Linked DNA regions of Rattus norvegicus: region 2 is linked to region 1. A link is a contact called in public Hi-C data. All regions are on one chromosome and are shown on one strand. The core of a region is the stretch at or near the end of the contact, and the rest is flanking DNA. Distances in the headings are between cores, read along the strand shown. Region 1 holds the start of Nbdy (negative regulator of P-body association). Region 2 overlaps Vcf2 (VCP nuclear cofactor family member 2).

Region 1 (5,340 bases), core at 982-3,481:
TTTTGGGTTTTGTCTGATTATTTTTGAACATGCCATTATCTTTTCCTCCTTTGTGTGCATTTTTATTTCTAAAAAAAAAAAAAAAGATTACCTTTAGCATCACAACTTCCAGGTGCAGGACACCAGCAAAAGCAGGGTAGCATTGGAAAGAATCTTCATGGTCTTCAATGGGTAAACTATTTTACAAACGCACCAAGGAAACGGAACCATACTGCAATCCCTCACAGACTGAAAAACAAGAAAAGAAGGTGAAATCCTTTCTTCTATCACTTGTAGTCTGTCTCATTTTCCCTGGGCCTTTTCAGCTCCCAGCTCAATGGCGCATTCCTATTAAATAACAGGGTACACAGAATGAGGGAGTATATTCTGCATAGCAGCTGACAGCATCAATTCTGGAACCAAGCGTTTTCTTTTGTAATCAAATCTCAACGTGGCCACTTAAGTGTCTCACAACTTGTGGCAACTTATAGGCCTATACAAGCATCCTTTAGTGGAGCTGTGGTTAAATGCAAGCATGTGAATCCTTTAGAAAAAGATGGCACCCACACAAATTCAACAAGTATCCTCCAACGCAATTGTGTACGCTTTAAATCACAGGGGAGAAATTACTTAGCTCTTTAAGCACTTCTGGCCCTGAATAGAGCCCCCTTTGTTTTCTAGGTAAGCATTTCTTTCCCTATTGCCATTTAAATTACCACATTTTCCCTTTGAATAGAGGTAAAAAAAAAAGAGGGAAGGACCGGCCTATTGGAATGACAATCACCAGGTTTGAGGTGAAATGGGACTCCATTTTTTTATGCTTTACCAACAAACCTGACACCCAGAACGTTCACAATCGTCACTGTTATTCATGGACTAGCTCACATATGTATTTTCCTCTTGCTATGATTTGGTCACCTATCCTCCCCACTTCCCAGTGCAAGACCTAACCACAGCAAGGACTCCATACAGATTTGTGGTACGAGATGAGAAGGAATTGTGAGCCTTGAGTCAAACTTGTTTTTTTTTTTTAACATAAGCCTCATTCAGATTAGCTATTAGCTTCATGAAAATAAGGATTAGAGTCTAAAAACACAAATAGTACTTATTTGGAAATCTCCTATGCTACTCGTTCATCAAGAATAAACTGCTGCGTACTTCTTAGCAAAACAGTCAAGGCCTACAGCCCTGTATCACACTTCCCTCACAGACTTAGAATTACAGCCATGCTGCCCCAGAACAACCTTGCCCTCTGGCTTTCATTCTGGAAACACTAGGCCTAAAAAGCCTCCCAACCCATATGGTAGATGTCACTCACCCTTTAAAGCCCACCCCAAATTCCCCCTTCCTCTTTGATGGTTCTTGATGGACTCCCCCCTTCCTCTTGGATGGCTCTTGATGACTAACAGGCATTCTTGCTCCATCAAGAGCCATCTCTACCCTCCACGATTCCTGAATACCTTGAACAAGCACATTTTATGGTACTTGAGTTCGATCATCATATTATAACTTGTCTTCACTTACTAAATCCCGTCTTACTCAGGAAAAAATACCTACTTCTCAAAGCTCTCTTCACAATCTCCTCTGTGCAGGCATTAGGCCTTGAGTACATCCTTACTTGAGCTAAGCATTTTTAAATGGAAAAAAATTCCAATATACACAAAAATAGAAGAGTATAGTAAATCCCCACACAGTTTTAATTTATCAACCAGTGAACAGTTTACTTGTCTCTCCCTACACCTTGGTCTGTCACGAAAATCAAAACACCGCAGTTTTTTTTACAAATTACAAGTAACTCATGTGAAATTACTCAACGCAATCAAATACCCATTTCATCCAAGCATACTTTAAAAAAAAAAGAAAGGAAGGAAGAAAGAAAGGCTTTTCGACGCCTGTACTTGTTTCTCTTCTTTTTAAATTTGTGGAAATAACAGGAAAACGGAGAAGAGCTGGGAAAAGGTACAATTAAGTTTCAGAGAGCCTGGATGTCCCAGATGAGAAAGAAAGAATCTGACCTGATTTCGTCTGGGAAAAAAATCTATTTCACTACTTCTCCGGAGGAGGAGGGTGCGACTTGAGTCCAGTAGATGCCGGAGGAGGCGCCGAGGGGAGAGTGGTACTACCTCCACTGGGAGTCCCTTCAGGATAATCCCACCGCGGAGCCAGGACACAGCGCTTTTTTGGAGGCTTGGGTTCCCGCGTGTTTCCTGGTGGGAGCGTGGATCTCCCGGAGGCACAAGGTTGGTCCCCCATAGGTATGACAGGACCAGAGCGTTAATTTCCTCTGGTGGGCCCTGCGCAAGGCCGAGATCTGAGATGGCGGATCCCCTCCAGGCACAGGGCTGGCTTCCTCCTGGTTTCGCTGTTACCGTATTTCCTGTATCCTGAGACGTATATCCCTTCTCCGCCTCCTCGGCGCTCCGCACCCCAGCCCATTTTAACCTTTCTACGAGAACGGAATGCAAAAAAAGTGCACATTTAAAAAATGCTTCTCCACAGCACATCTCTCCCACAGTTTAATTAGATATATGGAGAGTTTTATACCATTTAATTTTAAAAATACTAATTTGCCTGTAACTTGCCAACTGCACACGTGTTAATGAATGGGTGTGTGGGATGGTCGCGGGAGTGCTGTAACCAAAGAAATTAAGCGTTTTGCACTGCAGTCACTTACGCACATCACAGAGCCACGAAAGGGGTATCTAAGAAGCTGTGTACAAATATGCTGCCTTATTGATTACAGTGTTAAATTGAAAGCCGATTGTGGAAAACGGATGCACAATAAATTCATCATGTGTCATACAAACCAATGCCTCTGTTTATTTCATATTTTAAAATTTTTGTCATCCTTAAAAACGTACTGTATTTTTCCTCAATCCAACAGCCAAGATCTCTTTGAAAACAGACAACTGGTAGCACTCCATGTTTAATTGGCAAGATTTTATTTCTTTTTTAGGGTTTTGGAAAACAATGACTCATCTTACTATTGTGGTATGTTATATTCTATGTTATATGGTAAGAAGCTAGAAACAGTTATCAGAAGGTGCACAAAACAGAGAAAAGGCTTCTGAATTTCTTTGACAGGCATCACACTCTATAATCTTAATGTCTATGTCACTTGCCTGTTCACAAGCAAAACCACACTTTTCCACTACCACAGTCATTGTTTTCTAATGGAGAAATATCAATCCATCACATCACAAGAACTCTCTTTTCATACACTGCACCTCTTAAAAACTCTGTTGTATTTCATTAATTGAAGTATTGAAATTTGGATTTCTACCTATGATAATATACGTGCAAAATGATACCATATTAAGAACAATCCATTTAAACCAGTTACTGCCATAGCTAACTCACACCTCTAAAATGGCTTCCTTCCTCCAAGCACCAGCACAGCCTCTTACATAAAGAAGGTACCAATCGATATTTGGTAAAATTCAAAGGCCCTATAGTTTTTTTTAATTAAAAGATTAAAATCTAAGAACATCACTTCCTTTTTTGCCTTCCCTACCTCCAATATGACCCCCCAGTTAAGCCCTTCTGGATCAGTGTATCAACTGCTACCATCAGCACCAGAAAATCCTAATGAAAAAAAAGTGAGGGATATTGAGAGAACGCTTTAGAACCAGAAGAACATTTGTACTTAAACATGAGAGCAGTCAACATCCTAGAATTAATAGTTGAAGTTATGGGTGTGGGTACTACGCCGAGAAAAAATAGAGGCAGAAATATGAATCAAATTCGGGTAGGTCATGGCAGATGGAAGAAAAACTGTGTCAAAGTTAAAGGAAAAAGTGAGCACAAAATCAGAAAGCTGTGGCCTAGAATTTCTGAAACTTAAGCTGTTGACCTTTGAGGGTAGAACATTGTGTGTGTGTGTGTGTCTGATGGTGACCTGTCAGTACACTGTAGGATGTTTAATAATATTCTAAGCTATGACTCTACCAGTAGTACTTCCTGCCCCTCTGTTATGATAACCAAAAATACCACAAGACATTGCCAAATGCCTTCTGGGTAGCCAATTCCCTTCAGTGAAATTAATTAATCTATGCCTTATCTTGTACCTTTGCATCTCAGCAAATGTTAGTCCTTCACTCCAATGTATACTGCAGACGTTATATTGTTCAAATTAAAGACCATATCAGTTCTCAAAATAATTAGCCTTGTCATAATTTTTTTGTGCAGGTTCCCATTAAAAATATGTAAAACCACACATATCAGAGTAAAGATTGAGGTTCAATTGTTTCATTGCTATAGTTTTAACAAGTTTAGAGAGATGAATGATAGCTTTGGTAAAATGACAAGAATTAAAATTCTAGCAAAATCAGGAAGGTTTGATTATATAACAAATTTGGCTTGAGTTTCAACTTAGACTGCTATAGTCACTCTGGACTATTTATAATATAACTAGATTTATTTTGAGTTTTACCTTTATTTTCAAGACAGTGGTAGTTTGTGTATGCTTGGCCCAGGGAGCGGGACTATTAGGAGGTATGGCCTAGTTGGAGGAAGTGTGTCACTGTGGGGGTGGTCTTTAAGACCCTCATCCTAACTGCCCAGAAACCAGTCTCCTCCTGTTTGCCTTTGTAACAAGATGTAGAACTCTCAGCTCTTTCTCTATCACGCCCACCTGGATGCTGCCATGCTCCCTCCATGATGATAATGGACTGAACCTGAGAGTCTGTAAGCCAGCCCCAATTAAATGATGGCCTTGGAAGAGTTGCCTTGATCATGGTGTCTGATCACAGCAGTAAAGCCCTAAGACAGACAGAGTTTCAGTAAGACTTGGAAGATTACCTTGAACTCTTAGCCTCTTCCTTCCCCTCTCAAGTCCTGGCATTACAGGCATTTGTCACTACTCCTGGTTTATGCATTGCTTGAGACGGAGGAACCTGGACCAATTGAACTCCACCCCCAGGCCAATTTGTTTGTTTCTGATTGTGGTAAAATATACATTGCTTATTTTTCACTATCTTAGTCATTTCTAAATATACAGGCCAGTAGTGTTAAGTATGTTCACCTAATTCTATAGCCAGTCTCTCATTATAGCCAGTTTATTCTCATTAAACTCGCAGCCCATTTTTGTCTTTCCCTAGCAACCATTTTTCTATTTTTTTTTGTTTTTGTTAGAGAACAAGCTCCTTTTTCCTCAGAGGTTTCAAAACAATCTCCCCACCCCCAAATTCTTCAAGTTAATCTATTCATGTAACATTTTCATAAAATGAAAACTAAAAATGATTTAGAGGGACATCACACAGTTTTTTTTTCTTTTGCATTATTTTGTTGAACAAATATGACTAGGGATGTTTTATAAAACTAAAAGATACAAGGAAGAAAACAGAAAGTTGACAACTTATC
Region 2 (5,340 bases), core at 1,711-4,210, 1.8 Mb after region 1:
AAGTCAAGAAATAATAGTGAGGGTATACAAGAATTTTTATATAATGGGTATTACCTTTCCTTCAGTATATAACCAAGGTATACAGTGTGTATGTTCTTAATACAATAAGTCTGCTTCAAGAAATATATTACAAACAATTCATTATGGTGAAAATCTTTACACACAAAATATTCTTTGTTTTATAGAAAGATTATCTTTGAGAAATGTATAAATGTGCTTTCCTGACTCACATTTCTTTTATGGATTCATACAAATGATATTTTTCTCTTTCTATTAAAAAGCAAAAATTAGAAGCTTAACATATATATAGCATATATGAGCTATGGTATTTAAAGAGTATATTTGGGGCTGAGGATCATTTAACTCAGTTGGTAGGACACTTGCCTGACATATACAAAGCCCTAGGCTTGATTTTTTAGCCACAGATAAACTAAGTATGGAGTCATAACTGTTACCCCAGCATTTAAGAGGTAGAAACCAGAAGATCAGATCAATCTCAGCTACAGCTAGCTTGGACTACATGAGACTATCTTTTTTCTTTTTAAGGTACATTTTATCATAGTGTTAATATTTTTTTAAAGAGTCTACTCTACATTTTCAGAAATATGACAAATAATAATAACATGACATGTAACACTGGCAAGATACATGTTAAGAGCCTATTGGGCTATTATGTAAACCATCACTTCCTGAAGCAGGTACTAATACCATCTAATGATGAATTAAATTTGTGGAGAACATGCCATGCAGATGTGAAGCCAATCATCAAGAGTCTCCAGCCACTACAAGAAAAACAGAGGAGTATGCACCCATTTCCTTGATCTCTTATACTCTACATGGCTTTGCAAGATGCTTTCCTGTTGCTAAATACCCAGGTAAAGAATTTTCTTTTTAAACTTATAAAGATTCATCTGTATGTGTGTGAACGATTACCTGAATGTATGTCTATGTACCATGTGCCTGCCTGGTGCCCATGGAGGTCAAAAGAGGACAAGGGAATTGGAATCCCTAAAATTAAGAGTTACAGATGGTTGTGGGCCACCATGAGGTACTGGTACTCGAACCTGGGTCATCAACAAAATCAACAAGTGCTCTTAAATACTGAGTCATCTCTCCATTCACAAAAGACTTATTTTTATTACAACATATTCAGAGCTCAGAACAAAGTATTAAGTGGAAAGAAAGCCATGGTTAGATAACTGTTCCAACACTATAGAACACTATGAAATATGTTATATTTATAAAGAAAACTTTTTAAAAAGCTGGCACAACAGCTCAGCAGTTAAAAGAAAGTAATGTTTTTATAGAAGGCCCAAGTTCAGTTCCCAGGACCCATGTTTAGTGGCTCCAGCCCCAAAGGGTGGGCACTGCACTTATAAGCACTCATACATGCATGCAAACATGCATGCACACACAATTAAAAATAAATCTTTAAAACGCAGTCTTAAAATTACTCTGAAGAAATCATCACATACATACTGAACAAAATATGCATATTGAAAGTACACTTCTGGGCACTTTTTGGTGTGCTAAGGAAAAATATGATGAAAAGAAAGCGAACAATGTTTTACGTAGAAAAATGTTCACAGCTTTTCAAATGATTATGTGGTCAAGGTGATTGATATTAAATATGAGACTGGGTAATTAATACATGGGTTGGGTCCCAGTACCTCAAATAGCAGCTTAGCTCAGCTCAGGGTAGACTCTTACTCAGTAAACACTTGCATTCTTCAAAAACCCTGTAACATGGTTCCAATTTGTTAGGAAACACCATTACTGTCTTACCTGCTCCCCAACCTCTAAAAAGGGAATCTACTTCTCTATTAACTCAGCCTCCAACACATCAGAGCCCCAAGCTAGTTCCCAGGCTATTTCAGCCAACCTGTCCTCCTCCCAAATAACATAAGCCCTTATACCTGGCAGCTCTCAACCATCATTTTGGCTTTTCTCTGCTCCCATAGCCCGGGCTATTGCCTGCCTGCTACTTTCTCCTCTCCCTCTCTCCCTCACTCCCTCTCTGATCTATAACAAAAATATAAAACTCTTCACCATGGAGTGGTCATGTTGGTTTCTTTACTAAGCCCCTAGCTTACAACATGTAAATGAGATTTATTGTGATAAACATGTGCATGTGTGCGTGCAAAGAAGCTGTGTCTGCAGACTCATTGACAGGAACTGCAGAGACCTGTGAGAATACAGATGCTACAAGTCCAGAGTTTAATTAACTTACCTTGAACTAGTTCTAGCCCTAGAGAAGAATAGCCATTCCACATCTATACTGGAACATCCTGTGACTAACAGTAACCTTTTGGAATCTCTTCATGTAGATCACTAGCTTCCACCAAGGCGAAAGCTCAGACAGCAGACCTAGTTCCTTGATGTATATCCTCCAATGTATTTTAAATTTGCTTTATTCTCTAAAACTATAAAACTTCTTGAAATTGCTTCCACGTTGGAACATGGCATTTGGAGTAAGCTAAATCTGTGTTGTCAGGCTATGGTCAGTCAAAACAGCTCCAGGTACACTCTTAACCTTCTCTAAGAAGACAGTCGCGGTTATTGAGCTGATCTGTGTGTTTGTAAAAAGATGTTAAAAGCATCAAGGCAGACAGGTATGGATATCTGTATGTTTAAATGTACCTTTACCGGGGAGAAGGCCTACAAGGCAATTACCATAAAATATACATAATGATAAGCACAAGTACTGCTCTCATTACACTTTACAGAAATTTCTAGACAGAGATGAAACTGAGTCTTTATTACAAGAATGTCCACATCCCCAGAACAAGTAAGGGAAACAATGACCAGACCTTTCAGAGGAGAAGAAATACTAAGAAGCCTAATGCCTAGAATGCTCCACAGGAGAATAGCAATTTAAAAAGTAAAGCATTCTAAGTCCACAGACCCTGAATTGTAAGGCAAGAACCTCTAGAATGCCGCAATCAATGGCATCATCCCAGCAGGCAAAAAAACGCCAACTTCCCCTTTTTTTTCAAACACAAAGGGCGGGTGAACCTACGCACGGGGTCACATCCTAGGGCAATACTGCCACCTAATGGTCAAAGAAACTGACTCACGTACTTCAGAAGAAAGGCTTGTTTTAAACTAGCTTCCTGCTAGGAAATGTCATACCTGAGAAAATAATGAAATGGCCAAAACCTTTACAAAATACATTTATATTTTACCAACCAGAATGGTCCTAACCCAGAAAATGATATTCACCATATAAGCGTTCCCTGCTATAGCCCTTGGTTTCTATCCAAGAAATAGCAGGCCTTGAGCCTGTACAGAAATAGTGAGGTCTCTTCAACTCTCCTTCTTGGAGCCTACCAAGACATACCTTCCCAATGTGCAATTGCTGGTAGGCTGATGGCTGGGACTGCTGATCTCCAGAAACAGCTGACCCAACCACCATCATATACCAGTCCTTTGGACAGGCCTCCCATTCAAGTCAGCCTTGGAACCCATTCCTCAGGAAGAGCACTCAGTCTTTCAAAACTCACCCTAACTACCCACCACAGAGTCAAGGACAGAGAGCAGAAGGCCACTAAACCCTCTTCCTCAAGAACCTTCTGGTTTCTCTTTAGTATACCTGCCCTTTGTCATGCCCCAGGCAGCAGGAAAGACCGTGTCTGTCTATCAGTCAGTAATAGACAGGTGTCCTGAATGTATCTGAGTCCCTGGACAAAGATAAGAAAACTGTAGGCTTTTAAAATGATTTAGATCTATTCCCACATAACTGAAAAAGAAATCATATACGCAGTAACAAAACAAGCTTTCACTTTAAACACTATCAAAGACAGACATGGTTTTCTGAAAGGTAGGTTTTTAGACCCAATTTCCTTTCTGTCCCATCTGTCAGTCCTTCTCTAGGCCTGTTTCCCCTCAGTTTTAAAAAAGGGACAAACTGAAGTGATCCGCCTGCAGGGGGAGCTGGAATTACACACCATGGACTGAAGCAGCACTTGTCTCAAAGGAACCTGACAAGGATAGCCTGGAGTCTCTGAGACTGCACAAAGCCCCCTTCCTTCTCTTCCTACCCAGCCTGAGCACCACTAAAAACTACAGAGACAAAGGGTTGGGGATTTAGCACCACTAAAAACTACAGAGACAAAGGGTTGGGGATTTAGCTCACTGGTAGAGCGCTTGCCTAGGAAGCACAAGGCCCTGGGTTCGGTCCCCAGCTCCGAAAAAAAGAACCAAAAAAAAAAAAAAAAAAAAAAAAAAAAAACTATAGAGATTTGAATTCTTTTATTTCAAATTAGTGATATTCTCGTGACAAATCTTTACCAAACAGCACATCGTACTTTCCCCTATATTTAACTACTACCGCCATATTAAGTTGTGTTGTCTTATTACAGAACCCTTTGTTTTGAAAGCAGAAAAGCTGCCAGGTGGTGTAAAGACAGACCTACAGGAAGAGGAAGGCAATGGTGAAGGGGAGGGGGCCATGGATCAGCATAAAGTAGTATGGAATACCATAACAAATTCTGCTACTAATTTTAAAAACTAGTAGTCTTTGGTTTCCATTTTGAAGATACAGAAGAATTCTTTATTCTCTATAAAGTCATGATTATAGAATTGATGGTCTTATAGATTATAAAATCACAGGACTAAGGTTAAGTATGTACTTTTAGGAATCAAAGCCTTTTGGGAATCAAAGCCTTCAAAGTTCAGGATACAAGGAAAGCACCAGGTCACATGGCTGAACTTCCCTTCTGAAAGTGGTCTTCAAGACCTTGTGTTCTGTCCTTCTCTGAAATCTTAGTTTGGAGGGGTGGTTCATACCTGTCCAAGCCAAGGTACCACAAATACTAATGGGAAAAAAATAATCAAGCTTAACTTCAAGTTTATTCAGCTGAAGCACACTAAGAATGACAGTGAGACCAGCTAACTCCACAGCAGAAGCAGGACTGGGATTTCTCTAGGGCAGTAGTTCTCAACCTTCCTAAAGCTGTGACCCTTTCATGGAATTCATTCCCGATGTTGTGGTGACCCCAACCATAAAATTATTTTCATTGCTACTTTATAACTAATTTTGCTACTGTTAGGAATCGTAATGTAAATATCTGTGTTTTCCAAAGGTCGTAGGTGGCCTCTGTGAAAGGGTCATTTGATCCCCAAAGGGGTCAATACCCATAGGTTGAACCACTGTCCTAGAGCAAGGTGAAGGCCATGAGAGTACAGTTAGCCCCAGAGAATTGGACATTCCTCAAGAATCTTATCCTCAGACAAAGTAAAGACTTAAAAGCCTGGGACCAGCCAGATGAGGACCTTGTCTCCCAAGGATGGATTTCACATGGTTCTGACAACATACCCTGTAAGAGAGACAGGATCTGA

Evidence for each region. Hi-C and Micro-C count contacts between places; a contact is called where the count stands out from the background.
Region 2: a Hi-C map of the A7r5 cell line shows a contact between it and region 1, with 9 times the contacts expected there. The contact joins the enhancer-like site here to the promoter of Nbdy in region 1. A contact is called at or near these places in 5 of 12 Hi-C or Micro-C datasets (the A7r5 cell line, Schwann cells, frontal cortex and 2 more).

What each region holds. Positions count from the first base shown.
Region 1 is chrX:20,962,890-20,968,229 of GRCr8, forward strand. It overlaps Nbdy (negative regulator of P-body association), which reads right to left and starts at 2,232. Exons shown (of 1, transcript XM_063280549.1): 1 at 2,026-2,232. The coding sequence starts at 2,232. The coding sequence ends at 2,026.
Region 2 is chrX:22,811,936-22,817,275 of GRCr8, forward strand. The region is part of intron 1 of Vcf2 (VCP nuclear cofactor family member 2); the gene reads right to left. Among named protein-coding and RNA genes, the nearest start is that of Vcf2, 6.1 kb to the right of the region's middle. Within about 2 kb of position 2,961, at least 29 of the 93 cell types and tissues checked have an H3K27ac peak or open chromatin away from gene starts, as enhancers often do. A contact at or near this core is called in kidney, where this site is marked.